2 separate regions of the Mus musculus genome follow, and region 2 is linked to region 1. Evidence: chromatin contacts called from public promoter capture Hi-C data. All regions are on one chromosome and are shown on one strand. Each heading gives the region's core, a stretch centred on a gene start, on an enhancer-like site or on the middle of the called end of the contact. The rest is flanking DNA. Distances are from core to core; before and after follow the strand shown. Region 1 holds the start of Sesn2 (sestrin 2). Region 2 holds the start of Sytl1 (synaptotagmin-like 1).

Evidence for each region. Promoter capture Hi-C pulls out the DNA fragments that hold promoters and counts their contacts.
Region 2: a promoter capture Hi-C map of liver shows a contact between it and region 1, with 4 times the contacts expected there. The contact joins the promoter of Sytl1 here to the promoter of Sesn2 in region 1. A contact is called at or near these places in 2 of 39 promoter capture datasets (liver and pre-B cells) and 1 of 115 datasets of contacts at active chromatin or transcription factors (pancreatic cancer cells).

The regions. Positions count from the first base shown.
Region 1 is chr4:132,506,439-132,514,137 of GRCm38.p6, forward strand. It overlaps Sesn2 (sestrin 2), which reads right to left and starts at 4,018. Exons shown (of 10, transcript NM_144907.1): 1 at 3,626-4,018. The coding sequence starts at 3,715.
Region 2 is chr4:133,260,353-133,268,051 of GRCm38.p6, forward strand. It overlaps Sytl1 (synaptotagmin-like 1), which reads right to left and starts at 2,735. Exons shown (of 15, transcript NM_031393.2): 1 at 2,635-2,735; 2 at 501-729. The coding sequence starts at 691. It overlaps Tmem222 (transmembrane protein 222), which reads right to left. Exons shown (of 6, transcript NM_025667.3): 6 at 5,693-6,569. The coding sequence ends at 6,482.

The sequences.
Region 1 (7,699 bases), core at 2,768-5,267:
AGTTGGTTGAGAAGGCAGCGGAGGAGCCTGTGAAGATAGAGGGAACCAGTGTTCCACCACAGGGGACACTGGAGAGTCCTGGATACAAGTCTAGAGATTGTAACTCACAGCTCCGATATCCTGAATGTTCTCCTAACCTTGACATCTGGGCAAGTCCATGGGAAGGGAGCTTGAGGACCCAGGTCTCACAGGCGAGAGGTAACATCAATAAACCAGGGAATGGGAGGAGGTCCTGAGTTCAATTCCCAGCAACCACAAGATGGCTCACAACCATCTATACAGTTATGGTGTATTCACATACTTAAAATAAATAAATAAATCTTAGAAAAAGAGAGAGAGAGAGAGAGAGAGAGAAGCAGCAATGGCAGGTCCTCTATTTCCAACTGAAGCATCATTTGGCAGCAGCAACAATAAAGTTAGTTGGACCGTCCTCTGGGAGGGCTCTCTAGGTCTTTAGCGCATCAGAAAGGGACTAATGGCCTTGAAGCCTGGTGCCTGGCTCCTCACACAAGTGCTTTCTAGACTAACTTTTCTGTTAAACCCAGGGGTTCAAATCCTATTTATGTCTAATCCACATCTTTTTGGAGGTTACAGTGAACCAATTAAAGGTCTAAAAATTTAAGTATCGACTAACAAGTGTCTAATGTGTAATTTGAACCCAAACTGAACCCTCCTTTCTAGTCTTCTATAACAAGTTTCTGGAAATGGCACTGAGACCTAGAGATTTAAACCGAGCCCAGACTGACTTCCCAGAGCGCTGTTCCCCAGCTCTGCATTGGTTCCCTCCGAGAAGCCCAGCCTTTGCTTTGCTTCTCTGGAGTCTGCCAGCCCCAGGACTTCACCTACAGACTCCTGCTAAGTCATACTGGCAGCTGGGAAGGCCTGCCCACTACCTGTCAGCTGGATCCAGATAAGAGACTGGGTTTACACCTGAAGAGAGGCCATACAAGCTGCCCCAGACTTCCAGCCAGCCTTGAAGGGGCAGCCAGCAGAGTGGCAAACAGCTTGAGCTGGGCCCCAGGCTAAAGTGCTTTACATATTTGATCTCACAGGCACCTTAATTGTTCTCAACCACCCTGAGAGAAACAGAACTTGCTGTCCCCTCTTTAAAGACAAGTGACCAAAGCTCCGAATGGTCCCCTTCTGGCCTAGCACAGGTCAGATGGGATTTCAAAGCCTCAATAGCTGATAAGGGTCAGTTAACCGCTTAGTTGCCAAGAACAGTGAGCCCTGCAGGAGGTTCCTAACTAGTCCCAGAGAAGGAAGGAGGTAGACAGAAAGAAAGGCCTCAGCCTATGGAACTAGCTTACCATGAAAAAGGGACCAAAAGCAGGATTAGTCAAAGGGGCTCATCTGGTGGAGGAAGACCTGCTTTTCTGACAAGAGAAGCTTGGGGAAGTTACTCTAGAATTTGAAAACATACTACCCAAGACAAGAGTCAGACCCTTGGAACTTTCTGGACACAGACAGAGCTGAAGTCCTTGACCCTCTGAAATAAAGTCTGAAACAATTGCGGGGACTATCCATCTGGCCCTCGAGTTTTGAGCACTAGAGTCTGGATGATCGGTACCCCATCTTCTCAGGATCCCACTTAAAACAGACATCTTTTCTTGAGGAGTAGAAGATGTAGAAAAAAATGTTGCAAACATTATCAGCTTTCCCCGAAACTGCAAAGTGACTTTCTTTTTCTTGTTTTTGTTTTTCGAGACAGGGTTTCTCTGTGTAGCCCTGGCTGTCCTGGAACTCACTTTGTAGACCAGGCTGGCCTCGAACTCAGAAATCCACCTGCCTCTGCCTCCCAAGTGCTGGGATTAAAAGCGTGTGCCACCACCGAGCAGAACAAAGTGACTTTCTTAAATCCAATGTGTAATCCTAACAGGCAGGAGGCTGAGGCAGGAAGATAGTCATAAGGTCAAGGCCAGCCTGAACTACAGAGTGAGACCCTGTCTCAAAGAGGATGGGCCTTCCTCTAAGGCATACCCAAGATCTACACAGACCACCTGAGATTTTCTTCCTACAGGCACAGCAGGCAGAGCGCTGTGCGGGCTCTCCTCCTCCCAGAGTAGAGAATAGACTCTGGAAGCCCCTTGAGAGGCACTGGGGGGTGGGGAGAGATGTCAGCTAAAGTCAGTCTTCCAGAAGCTAGCATTTTAAATACAAGGCCAGCCCCCCCCCCCCCGCAGTAAATATGTCCCAGGCACTCTTCATGCATTTGCTTGTATTTTAAGTTAATGTCCAACAACCTTTTAGAGATACTATCAAAATACCCGGTAAGAGACTGCAATCAAAAGCGATCGCTCAGCTGAGATAACCCATCCAGGGAGAAAGTGAAGGGTGGGACTGGAATCCAGCCCTCACCTCCCTCAGTGCTCTGGGGCGCTCACTAACAAAAACAACATTGTTCACAAGGCAGACAAAAGTTATCAGCAAAGAGGCTGAGGCGAGGTGTCCTTTCTGCATACAGATTCCTAAACCATATGAAGAAGCAACAGACTGATGGCTGCCTCCAACGACCCCCCCCCCCCAAGACATTTCCTCAGACATGGGCTGGTTTTAAGATCATACACCTTGGGACTACCACTGTACCTATTTCCAGCCCCGGCAATAGACCTTCCACACTGCTCTAGGCTTAGAAAATCAAAAAGGATCAGTATCTTCTGCAGTGCCAAGCATTCTCCAAAATCCTAGTCACACACAGTCCAGAGAATGAGGGCTAGGCCTCTCTCTGTCCCTTTCGGGCCTCAATTTTCTCATTCTGTAAAATGGGGTTAAAATACGTTTTGTATTTGCTGTCTTTGTCAGACAAAACCTATATCCTGGCATCTAGTAGGTGCTCCATACACGACATAGACTATGTCCACTATCGAGACTGCTGGGAGGGAGACGGGGGCTTTATACTGGCATTATACCTTGTCTCCCTGTGAAGTCTCTCTACGCTCTGAGGAGACAGCAAAACAAACTTTGAGGACCCCAGAACAATTTAATAGGAAGCAATCTATCAAGGGACCAAGGGTTATCCGCTTTCTCCCCTAGCTCTCTCAGGCTGCCGCCGCCGAGGATCAGGCCGCCAGCCAGACCCATAAAGCACTCGGACCAGTCTCCAGATCGGGGGTGCAGGTAAGGACTGAAAAAGGGAATCGACCTTCCCTGGTCAGTCCCAGGTGGTTTACTCCCTTCGCTGAGCGACAGGACCAGAAACCGATCCTAGAAAGAGCTCCCAGCCCGCCTGCCCCCACCGAGAGGAAGGGATTCTGCGGAAGGGGGCGGGGAGGAGGAGTGGTCGGGTCTCTCCGGCCGGGATTTGCCTGGACTTGAAGACGCTCGCTTTAGCAGAGAACAAACCCAAAGAGCCACGAGAAGGCGTCCCCTCTCATTGGCCAGGAGTCCGAAGGAGCCAGGGAGGGCTCCGCATCCCCCTCCCTCCCAGGGTGGTAGTGGGGAGGGTAAAGAGAGAGAGGGCAGTGGGGAGGGGAAGGGAGAGCGGAGGCTGCAGTTGATGCAACCCTAGCCCTAGCTTACGTGCTCTCAGACCCTAAGCCCGGGGGGAGCGCACCAGACTTAGACCGGGTCTGCCCGAAGCTCGGCGGTGGCTGGAGGAGAGCGGGTTCGCCCGGCTGTTGCTTACCTCTCGGGTCTCGGGGCCGGCCACACCACCCCTGGTGAACGGCAGGTAGCCCTTGATCTCGGAATGGCACTCGGAGTCCGCTACGATCATGGTGTACGCCAGGACCCGGCCGCGGCTCGTCCGCGCCTGGGACACCCGAGGGGTCTAGGTCGGGCGCGCACAGGAGGCCGGGACTAGGGGTCGCCGGGGAAGCTCGAGATCCCCGGGCTGTCTCTCGGGATTAGGAGAACCGGCGCTACGGCGATAGACACTCCTTTCAGCCCAGCTTGGAAAACTGCGGCCGGCCTCGGAGGCCTGAGATTGGCCGCGGCGCAGAGGTTTTCACGGCCCGGAGTGCCTCGGAAGTCCGCAGTGGCCAGCGCTGCTCGGGAAGCCGGCGCTCCTCACCATCCCCACCACGGAACTGCCAGCGCTCGCCCGGCTCTGTCAGCCCGCTGCGGTCCCTGGGGGAGGGCGGGGACACAAAAGTCCCACGGCGCAGCCAATCAGATGCCTGTTTCTCGGGGAGGCGGAGCCGACACCTCCCTCCGGAGCCAACCTTCCGTCCAATCAGCATCGACAAGCGCCTGGGAACTCTGGGAGCTGTAGTTGGCCTCGCACAGATGCTGCAAACTTTTGCATGAAGGCGTTAGTCAGGTCTCTGGCAATACCAGATGAGAGTGACAGCCCAAGGAGTCATTAGGGCTGCGTGATGAAACGGGACTTCACGGGGCTGGGCCAGACAGCCAGGTGTGAAATCCCTTCTGAGTAAGTTCTTCAGCTTTCCAGTTCCTGGAGGGACTGGTTAGGTCTGCAGAGAGTTCTAACCACACACATCCAGTTCTTCTAATTATAGATCAAAACCCACAAATTTGAAGCCAAGAGCCACCACCCTGTCCCCTCAGGCCCTGAGGGATCTGCACCTTCAGAAACACTAAACCAAGGAAATCACCTTATTTGTGGAGTCTCTGGAAAAGCCCTCACTGAAATACCCTTGACAATCTCAAATTTAATCTCAATCCTCATTGCTACAATTTCCCCTCTTCTGTCCTGCCTTGGGTGCCTTCACACCGCCTTCCACCCTCCAGGCACTCATGGAAACTTTGTAACTTAGGTGTTTGGCTTGATCTATTTCTCACTTCTCCCTCTGGCCACTCCTCTCTGACTCCTCTTTTTCCATCCACTCCCTAAACGTGGGTGCTCTCCTAGTTTCTGTTTTTAGCCCTCTTTTTCTCTAGACATTCACTCTCATGACTTCCCTACACTCACCTCTTCCATCCAGATCTCAGCACTTTACCCTTGATTCACCCATTCACTTCTACTCATCTCCTTCGCGGTTTTTCTTCAGGCCTCTCCCGTTTCAAGTTTCTCTTTATTCTGGTTAAGGAGTCCTAGACAGAGCTGGAGCTGATTAATCCTCTCAGTTCCTGCCTGAAATAGTCTTGAGTTTAGGCTTATGATACCAAAGGTGATCTCCTGACTTGGTCTAATGCCTTCTGTAGGGAAGGGAGTTCACCTGCATGCTCCTTAGAGCCCTAAACTCGGGCTGGACCTTTCTCTCTGTGTTTTAATACTTTCCATACTGTAACTTGTGTTGTCATATTCTGTGTATTTGTCTTATCTGAAAGTTTTTATTATAAACTTGTTGAGGGCAGTGTCTACATTTAGACTTTTTTTTTTTCTTTCTACCTTATGCCACCTGGCACAACGTGCTTCTAATAATATACCCTTGGCCACTGAATATCCCTTTGGGTTAATTCTTTTCTAAACAACTCTATATCAGATTCAGCTTTCTCCTTAAAAACATAGACTCAGCCGGGCATGGTGGCACACGCCTTTAGTCCCAGCACTTGGGAGGCAGAGGCAGGTGGATTTCTGAGTTCAAGGCCAACCTGGTCTACAGAGTGAGTTCCAGGACAGCCAGGGCTACACAGAAGCCTGTCTCAAAAAACCAAAAACAAATAAACAAACAAATGCATATACTCTGTGGGATGAGGATAGAGGATAATATTACAGTGTCCACTTAGGACCCCAAGGCCTTGGATTCTATTCCCAATACCACACAGACACACGAACAGAAATAACAATAATGTCAGTAGCCAGGCTACATTTTTTTTTTCAGTATTATTTCATCAGCTACTGAATAAAGTGAAACCTCTAGGTGGATCCTCAAGGCCTGCCAAGATACGTTTCAGCCTACATCTTCAGTCTTATCTGTCACACCCATGATCCTTCAACTTTTTCAATACTCCTCTGCAAGTTCTACTCCTTGAAGTGACAGGGAGCCTTTAGAGCTTTCATCCTGTTGGGGGCCTGAGTGAAGCCTTCAAGATGCTGCTCCCTCCGGAAGCCCCCTTCAGCCCTGCTGAAAAGTCACCTTGCCCCTGCTCCTCAACACCTTTAACCTCCTCCTGGCTCTGCTTACCAAACACATGGAGCTTCAGTACCGCATTTACAAGCCTTACCCCTTCCTTCCAGTTAATGGACTTTATTACCAGCCATGTGTGAAGACACTTCCATTTAGAAAGGTAAAACTGATTGTCAACCACACTGCATTTTTTTTTTTTTGACTGCATTAAGCTGTGGAAAACATCACTTAAAGCAGTAATCATGTCTATCTCTGGATCACTCCCTCAGTGGCATGGCATATTATACTTTTGTTTTCAGTACTGGAATTAAACCGTGGTCTTACACATGCTAGGAAATGCTCTCTTGAGCTACTCCTCCATCTCTCCAGTGCATATTTTTAAACGAATATGTTATTGTCTTCATAAGAACAATCCTAGCTGGGCAGTGGTGGCACATGCCTTTAATCCCAGCACTTGGGAGGCAGAGGCAGGCAGATTTCTGAGTTTGAGGCCAGCCTGGTCTACAGAGTGAGTTCCAGGACAGCCAGAGCTACACAGAGAAACCCTGTCTCAAAACAAAAACAAGATTTATTTATTTATTTATTTATTTATTTAATGTGAGTACACAGTAGCTATCCTCAGACACACCAGAAGAGGGCGTCAGATCTCATTACGGATGGTTGTGAGCCACCATATGGTTGCTGGGATTTGAACTCAGGACCTTCGGAAGAGCTGTCAGTGTTCTTACCCAGTGTGCCATCTCTCCAGCCCGAGAAATCCTGTCTTGAAAGATTTAAAAAAAAAAAAAAAAGTCACCAAGGGACCCTACATGAACTACATGAGGGGATCCTTTGTAAAAGTAAAAAAGAAAATTGACTTTCTGATCTTCAGAGATAAAACTATAAGCTCCACTTATGAGGCAAATGATTTTTGTGGAGGAGAACCAGAAGACACTAATACTCTAAAGCAGATGATCTTTTGTGACCTAGCTTCTAAAGAATGAAAGTGGAGGTGGCGCAGACTTTTAAACAGTATTCTGCTCTACTAACAAGAGTCCAGGATCCACCCATTAGCCCATTATAACTCTCACCACAACCTCCTCAAGTAGCCTTTATGTCCCGGTTTGACACGTGACAAAACTGAAGCTCTCAAGAGGTGTGCTGGCCGAGGTCAGGTGGCTCAGTAATGTGCAACATGCTCAAAGGCAGTATGACTCCACAGCAGAAACTGTCCCACCAGTGAGGAAAGAAGGAAGTGAATAGCTAAGAGGCAGGCTGGCACTTGTGATTGATGCCTAAACCAGATCTATTAATTAGGAGTAAGAGACATAACTGTAAAGTGGCCTAGAATGGGCGTGTCCGCACATCTCTGTGGCAGGGCCTCTGTGGGAAGCTCAGTTGCCGGTTGAAGATGGCTAGGGCGGCTAGAACCTGAGTAAGAGTAACCAGCGGAGGTGGAGGGACTCGCAGGCTGTGCTCAGAGAAATCTGCGTCTTCCCTCCCTCTTTCATTCAGTAAACAGTTTTGACCATGGAGTGTGTGCCAGTGGCTAGGTTTGGCTGTGGCAATTCAGCAGTGACTCTGCCAGCTTGGTGAGGGATGGGGAGGTGTGCTAGACACTGGGTGGACGCATCCCTCCCGTACCCCTCCCCCATGCCTTGCATAGTGTTTGGTCAGGCAAGGTCTCCTTCTTCCTCCTGTTGCCATACTCTCTGGACTCTTGCATCAGCCGTGTTAAAGCCACTGAT
Region 2 (7,699 bases), core at 1,485-3,984, 750 kb after region 1:
TAACTGCCCAAGGTTACACAGCTGTCCCCAGACACTGCTTGTCACTCTTGAGGTCCTCTGCCCTTCTGCTCCTCTGGGGAGACGAAATATCTTCGTCTTGGAAGTCAAAAGTACTCAGGGATTAGGGGACATGCTCATGGCTATAGCAGGTTTATGTATATCTGGGAGCTGCCAGGAACCGATCAGGGTGACCTATGGGCACACTTAAAGGCTTTGACACTAGGTTCTAAGGGCTGAGGGAGGGTCCAGAAGGGTAGTACTAAGGACAGGCAGTATCTGTTCACCAAAGTATCCTGTCCCAAGGTGGCGGCCAGAGTAGAAAAACCCAAAGACAGGGAGGCTAGGGAGAGACCTGTCACAGGTTTAAGAGAAGTGAAGAGCTCTGAGCTAGCCAAGGTCAATGGAGACCAAAAGGTAGCACCAAGAATCACCTAGACCCAACCACCAGCATCCAAGGACCCCGAATCCCTTCCTTCTATCTGATGGCTGTCCTGTCTCACCTGACCCGCCCTTCCTCCAGCTGGCGCAGGTGGGCATCTCGTTTGAGGACATCAGAGATGGCCTCCTGTTCCTCCTCTGTCAGGAAGCTGAGGTCCAGCAACCCCTCAGCTTCAGATCCTGGTCCATGTGCCATGGGGAGGGAGGGCAGGGCCCAAAGCCTCTCCTGAGATGGGTGGCCTCTCTGGGGCATCAGCTGGGGTTGTGCCCCAGCTGGGCATATGTAGCTTCCTGTGGATAAACCAAGGGCTGATCAGTATCTCTCAAATGCACAGCACACATCCTGAAGCCAGCTGCCGGCTGTCTCCCAAGCATATACAGGAGTAATAAGGACCAATCAAAGGAAGGCCAGGTCAAGGTGAGGTGGGGCGTAAGTGATGCACTGCAAGAGATGCACATATGCGCATGCTCCTAAGGATGAATGACAGAGTATTGCAAGACAGTACACGCTGATACACGTACCCACTGTTCTACACACATTCCAGATACCTAGACAAAGACAGTTACATGCACACACATCTCCATGAAGGAACTGTGCGCACACATACATCATGAAGGGACTGTGCACACATACCCAGAGTCCTATGCCCAAGAGCTGTGCAGCACAGTAATTCTTAAACCTGTACACAGTATGCCCACTCGAGGACAAGTGTGCATTCACAAGAATAAGTCCCTGCATCTCCACAGATCTCTCTGGATTTCCTCACACACTGTCTAACCTGCTGCATACTACTAGAAACTAAGGATAGCTCACTCCCCTCAAAGCTAATATTTTGCACACAACATAACCTGAGTCTTAATGAAATGCAAAAATATACCTGCATAAACATGTGGATGCATGCACAGCCCTCCCCACCGCTCATGTTTATCCCCTACCTAGCCTGCCTCTGCCCTTGCCTCCCACCACCCTGCCCTGGCCCATTTGGCCTTCCTGTCTGAGGCAACCTCCTCCCCAACCCTCACCCCAACTTCCTCCCCCCACTCCTGTAGCACTCAGTTCCACTGAGGCCACCTGCCTGAGATTCCTCCCCACCAGCCCTTTCTCTAGGCGGAGCTTCTGAGCCCCTTGGGTCTGACCCCAGGGCTCCCCAACCTCCAGACTTGGCTGGAAGCCTCAGCTGGCAAAACAACTCAAGCCCAGGTACCACAGCCACTCCGGAAGGAAAACATTGCCAGCCGAGAGGGGCATGTGGACGTGGCAGGGGACCTGCACTCAGTAGTGGCCCTGGTCTGGGCCCGCTGGGCAGTCTCTTTTTTTCCCAGCCCCTCCTATGCCAGGCCCCCAGCTGGGGTTGAAAAGGGAGGAGGGCAGCTCAGGGGCAGGTCCTGGCTTGTACCTGTCTCCTGCCTTGGTCTCCTCCCAGCTGAGTCAGTATCCAAGCACAGCAAGCAAGCGAGCCTCCTCTCCTACCCCACTTTCCCTCCGGGGGTTTCTGCATCTCCATCGCCATAGCCCTGGGCCCGATGCCTGCTCACTGACAGTGACTCTTTCTCTGTACTTGAGGTGCTGGTATCAAGCTAGCTTGGGACTTTTCTATGGCGGGGTGTATGAGCATCGCCGTGTCCTGTCGTCCTGCTGCATTAGTAGACATGTCTGCAAGCCAGGGTAAAACATAGCATCTGTCCCTGAGTGCTGTGTTGCCTTATGATACTACAGAGTCTTACAGGAGTGTCGCTGCTGTGGGCAGTGACTTGCTGGGAGCCAGTGCCGTGTGGGTATGTGCATTTCTTCCTGTGTGGTCAGCCAGCCCAGGCTGGCTGGCTTGTGGTGTGTATGCTAGTACCCCGGGGGACCACCAGATATGGGAGTGAAGGTGGAAGACATTTGGCAAAACTGCCTGGCTTTGTCTGACAGGTTGGCTTGGTCTGGGCTGTGGGCCTATACAAGGCCAGGATCTCTCTACCTCAAGTTGTATCTCTTTCAGAGGTAGATTAAGGATCAGGTGTCCCTTGCCCTGTACTAACACTGCGGGACAGGGACCCTTTAGTGATAGAAAGTCTGTATGTGTATCTGGGCAGGCCAGAGTCATAATCTTGCTTACACCTCACCCCCCTCCGCCCAAACTCCTGAGGTACCAGAATGTGGTCAGGACACCAGGTGGCAGTGCCTGTCCCTTAGACCACTGGGTGTGTTACCTGTAAGGGTCCAGTAGGGACGACAACTTCAAAGGCGACTCCAGCTCTCCAGGAAGACAGTTCAGAGACTAGAAAGGCTGTGGGGACTAAAGCTGACTCGCCCAGCAGCTGCTGCCCCAGTCCCGAGGAGGTGGAGGAGGAGGAGGAGGAGGAGACACCTCAGCAGGGCCTGGTGCAAAACCGGGCCTGGACTGCAGCTCCTCAGGGTGCACTGGGTGCACCCACAACAGCTGTTAGAGAACCCAGGGCCAGTTTTGTGGGCCCCTGTGGTTGGGCCCGACTGTACTGTATGTACCAGACTTACCCAGGAACTATAGCAAACCTCACCTACAGGGCTAGCTCGGGGCCTTGGTTGGTCCATCTGTGGAATGGGTAGCAGAGAGTTGCTAGACCATTTCTTTGAAAGCAGAGTTAGAAACTTCTAAGAACCGTGGTAACAGGAGAATTGTAGAGTTGCCAGTAGGCAGCTTTGGATGAGGCCCAGATCTAGCACTGTGTGGTCTTGAGCGGGTTTCCTAACCTCTCTGATCTGAGCAGTAATTTCCTTCCATGTAAACTGGAGAGTAGAACCGAAGAGAAGCACAGGTGCCTGGCACAGCTAGCACGTGGCAGCAGGTGACCCCTCCCCAACAGATCAACGCTCACAGCCACTCTAGCTCCTCTGACCATCCATGTTCACAGAACAGCTATTTGACTCATTTGTCACCCTGGGCCCCTTCCATCTGAAGGGCCCTGGCTCATGGGCTGAGAAGCCCATCTTGCTCAGGAGACCCTTTCTTGGGTCTTACAAGTACACAGATTTGGGGACCATGATCTTCTTAGCCATCTACATCTGGACTCAGGCGCTGAAAGCTGCTTCCAAGTCTTTTAATTTTTAGATTTATGTATGTGCATACATGCTCTGACTCATAAATGTATGTGAAACACATGAGCACCTGACACACAAAGGAGCCACGGGAGGTGTCGGTCTCTGGGACTGACTGTGAGCTGCTAGGTGGGTGTTTGGGATCCCAGGTCCTCGGCAAAAGGTGCTTTTAGGTGCTGAGTCATCTCTTCAGCACCCTCCCCCTCCCCACAGATAGGGTTTCTCTGTAGCTTTGGCTGTCCTGGAACTTGCTTTGTAGATCAGGCTGGTCTCCAACTCAGAGTCCACCTCTGACTCCCAAGCGCTAGGATTAAAGGTATACACTACCACCACCTAGCCTTCAGCCTGTTTTTGTTGTTGTTTTGTTTTTGGCTTGTTTTTTTTTTTTTTTTTTTTTTTTTTTTTTTTTTTTTGAGACAGGGTTTCTCTGTGTAGCCCTAGAACTTTGTAGACCAGGCTGGCCTCGAACTCAGAAATCTGCCTGCCTCTGCCTCCCGAGTGCTGGGATTAAAGGCTTGCGCCACCACCCCTGGCTTCAGCCCATTTTTGAAATAACTTTTTATACTTTCTCAGTGTGCATACTGTGTTGTGCATGTGGAGGTCAGAGGACCCTGAAGGAGTCAGTTTGTCCTTCCACTCTTTAGTTCTAGGGGCTGAACTTGGTGGTTAAGTGCCCTCCCCCCCCTCGGAGCCATGCATGCTTTTGGCCCTCAAGCTTGCTTTCTTCAAAATGTTTTTATTATTTTGTGTATGGGTGTTCTGCCTATTGTGCATTAGATGTGTGTCTGCCACTTGTGGAGGCCAGAAGAGGGCACTGGATCCCTTGAGCCAGGGTACCGATGGGATGAGGTACTATGTGGGAGTTGGGAGTCATACCTGCAACCGTGGCAGAACATGCAACTTCTGCTCTTGACTGCTGAGTCATTTTGTCCAGTCCCAGGCCTCTCTTGTTTAATTGATGGTTGTGAGGCACCATGTCAGGACTGGGGGTTCCCCACCCCCTGGAAGAACAGCCTGGCCTCCCAACCTCTGAGCTGTGACTCTCACCCTCACTTGTTTTTGTCTGTCTTTTCCCTTATCTAAATTGGTTAATAAATCATTTTTAGGCTGGTGCACACCTCTAAATCCCAGCACTTGGGAGGCAGAGGCAGGCAAATCTCTGTATTCAAAGCTGACCTAGTCTATATAGCAAGTTCTAGGACAGCCAGAGCTACTCAAGAGAAATCCTGTCTCAAAAAAGAAAAAAAAAAAATCATTCCTAGGTTTCTCCCATCAAGTGAACCCCCTAGATTCTTAGAAAGTACGTGTGTAAGGATGGAGGCAGCCCCACTTACATGCATGCTCTCCACTGGTGTCCCCTGTAAGTGGTCATCCATCAAGTCTCTCCCACAGGAAGGATGGCAAACAGCATGCTTCTCCCTCCTCAGAGGCACATCTGCAGCCCTCGTCCCACCTCTGGGAACCCCTGGAAGGTAGGTATCCAATGCTGCTGGTCTTCAGGCCCAAGTGTCCCTTCTAGGGTGGGGCTCTGCTGGCTTTTGGGCCACTCTTGCTTCTGCAGAGCTTGGACAAGCTCCATGGGTGCTTATTTCTTCAATGTCACTTGAGACTGATAGTGATTGCCTTACTAGGCTGGCTGTCAGCAGGTTACATAACAGCACTCTGTAACACGGGCTGAGCGCTGGGGACAGAACCCAAGGCCACTCTGTCAGAGTCAAGCACTGTCTTGAAAACAGCCTTTAAGCTGGGCCCTGGTGGGATGCAAAGGATCAGAGGCCAGTGCATACTGGTAGGTGGTGAGAACATGAGAGTGCTGGGAGCCACAGGAAGAGGCACCAAAGAGAAAGCTGACCAGTGACATGGCTACGGGGCAAATGACATGGAGGTCAATATGGCTGCCACACAGAGCAGGCCATGGGCTGTCTTTCCTCCTGGCTTACCCCAATGCCAAGTTTTTCCCAGTAGGGAAGATGAGAGTCCTTCTGGAAGGGAGTTTGGAACATAGACCAGGAGTGGCAGGGACTTCCCACAGCCCGTGCAGTGGCAGAATTTACAAGTACTGTTGATGTACCCATAAGCTCCAGCTGGAAAGACTCAGGCATGGTGTCAGCAGCCAGATCTCTTTGCTCCGAGTCCCCAGGGATATATGAGCTTAAGGAATCAGGGCACACAGAAGAAAATGACAGACACCACTTAGACTTAAAACTTTATTTCCTGCCAGGGAGCCCCTTATAAAGGAGCCTGCAGACCAGGGGGAGGCTGCATAGGGCCCATTGTAGCAACCGGAAGCAGACCCAGCCGATCAGGGGTACCAGCTGCTCTGACAAGTTATTCACATTTTGGACCTAAAGGGTTCTATCCCCAGCACGAGGCCTCCTGGGCTGGAAACAAGTGGGATTCACGTTACCTAATTTACAGAGGACCCACTCTGCACGTAAGTGCCCTCAGCCCTTGCTAGCCAGGGCCCACATTAGCGGTGATGAGGCACACACTGTGCTGGTGTGGCAGAAAGAACATAGCCAGCCCTCCCGGTCCATTCGAGGCCAGCAGAGAAGGTTCCAAGTCTCTTGGCGTGCAGCACTTCTCATAACACATGCCCTACTTTGGGACACAACCACCAGCCAGCAAACAGCTTCAAATCCAGCTCTGAACACTGCTTTGCCCGTGGGTTCTTGTCCTCACTGTGCCCTGGGCATGGGAAGAGTAGCCCAGTGATGGTGGCAGGAAATGCTCTAAGGGAAGGAAGGCCTTCCCAGGATGGCACTGGGAATGCCACAAGGGTGAGGTCTCAGGCCCAGGGAGAAAGGACAAGGAGGCTCTAAGTGACCTCATCAGGTGCTCAGTATCGGCACTTCTGTCCCAAGTCCTGACCCTACTTCAACCCAGGAGGCAACACTGCCTGAGGGGTGGGGAATAAAAGAATTGGGACCAAAAGGGGTGAGTGTCAGGAGCCTCCTTGAGGCTTAGACCATCTGAAAGCTATCACCGCAGATTGAAGACGAGACTGACGGTCAGGATAATGCCGAGGAGAAGGACAAAGGGCAGCCAGGTCTTCACAAAGGCTCCAACACTGACAGGGGAGAAGAACACAGGGTCAAGTGAGCAGGGTTATGGCCCAGAACTCCTCCTTCCCCAACGCTGACAGAATTTAGGTTCCTAGGGCCTCCTGGAACTTATCCTTCAACTTGGCCAGTCAAGGGATGGGGCCTGGCCTGATGAATACTATGGAGGCCATTAAAGAAGCCAACAGGCTGGGCCTCACTCATCTACAAGCACTCCTGACCACAAAGTTCCAGTTGAGCGTGGGATCCACTGGGGTGGTAATGAAGGTCAGCTCACAGATATGGCTACTCATAGGATAGGAGCTGATCAGGGCCTGACCTCAACCCCAGCTCTGCCTCAGGCCTGTGTTCTGTCCTTTTCTGGGGGTCTCTAAAGCTTTAGGGGCATAGAAGTCCCGAGTTTCCCTTCCAGAAGGTCTTGATAAGTATAATTAAGAACAAAGTTGGTGAAGGGCTGGAGAGATGGCTCAGCAGTTGGGGCAATGACTACTCTTCCAGTGGACAGGGGTTCAAATCCATCCACATGGGAAGCATACAACTCTAATTTCAAGATCTGACATTCTCACATAGACACATATGCAGGCAAAACACCAATGCATATAAAATAAAGGTAAATATTTTAAAAAAACAAAACAAAACAAAACCCAAAACATGAAGTTAGAGTGGGGGACCAGCTCAAGTGTAATAAGATGTTTTCTGTTTTGTTTTGGAGACAGGCGCCTTCAACTCAGAAATCCTCCAAGTGCTGAGATTAAGTGTGCCCCACCGCATCCAGCATGTGAGATGGTTTCTAAGTCTGGGGTCTGCTGTGGGATACAGGGAATTCACCCAACCTGAGTTCTTAGTGTGGGCTGGTCCTGAGGCTGTGGCTTCCAAAGTCTCCCTGGACTGTGAGCCCAACTGTCCAGAAGCCTGCCTCTGACAAAGCAGGCAGGGGCAGGAGCCTATGGAGGTGGGTAACACTATCCAAGAGGATCCACGCTCCTCCGAGCACCTGTAGACTCAGCTTCCCTAGAAGCTAGAACCACTGCAGTCCTTTCCCAGGGCCAGCTGCAGCCCAGAGCAGCGAAACAGAACCTGGCAGTAAGCAGTGACAAGCCAGCAGGGAACCCACGTGAGGGAGGCAGGACTCTGGTAC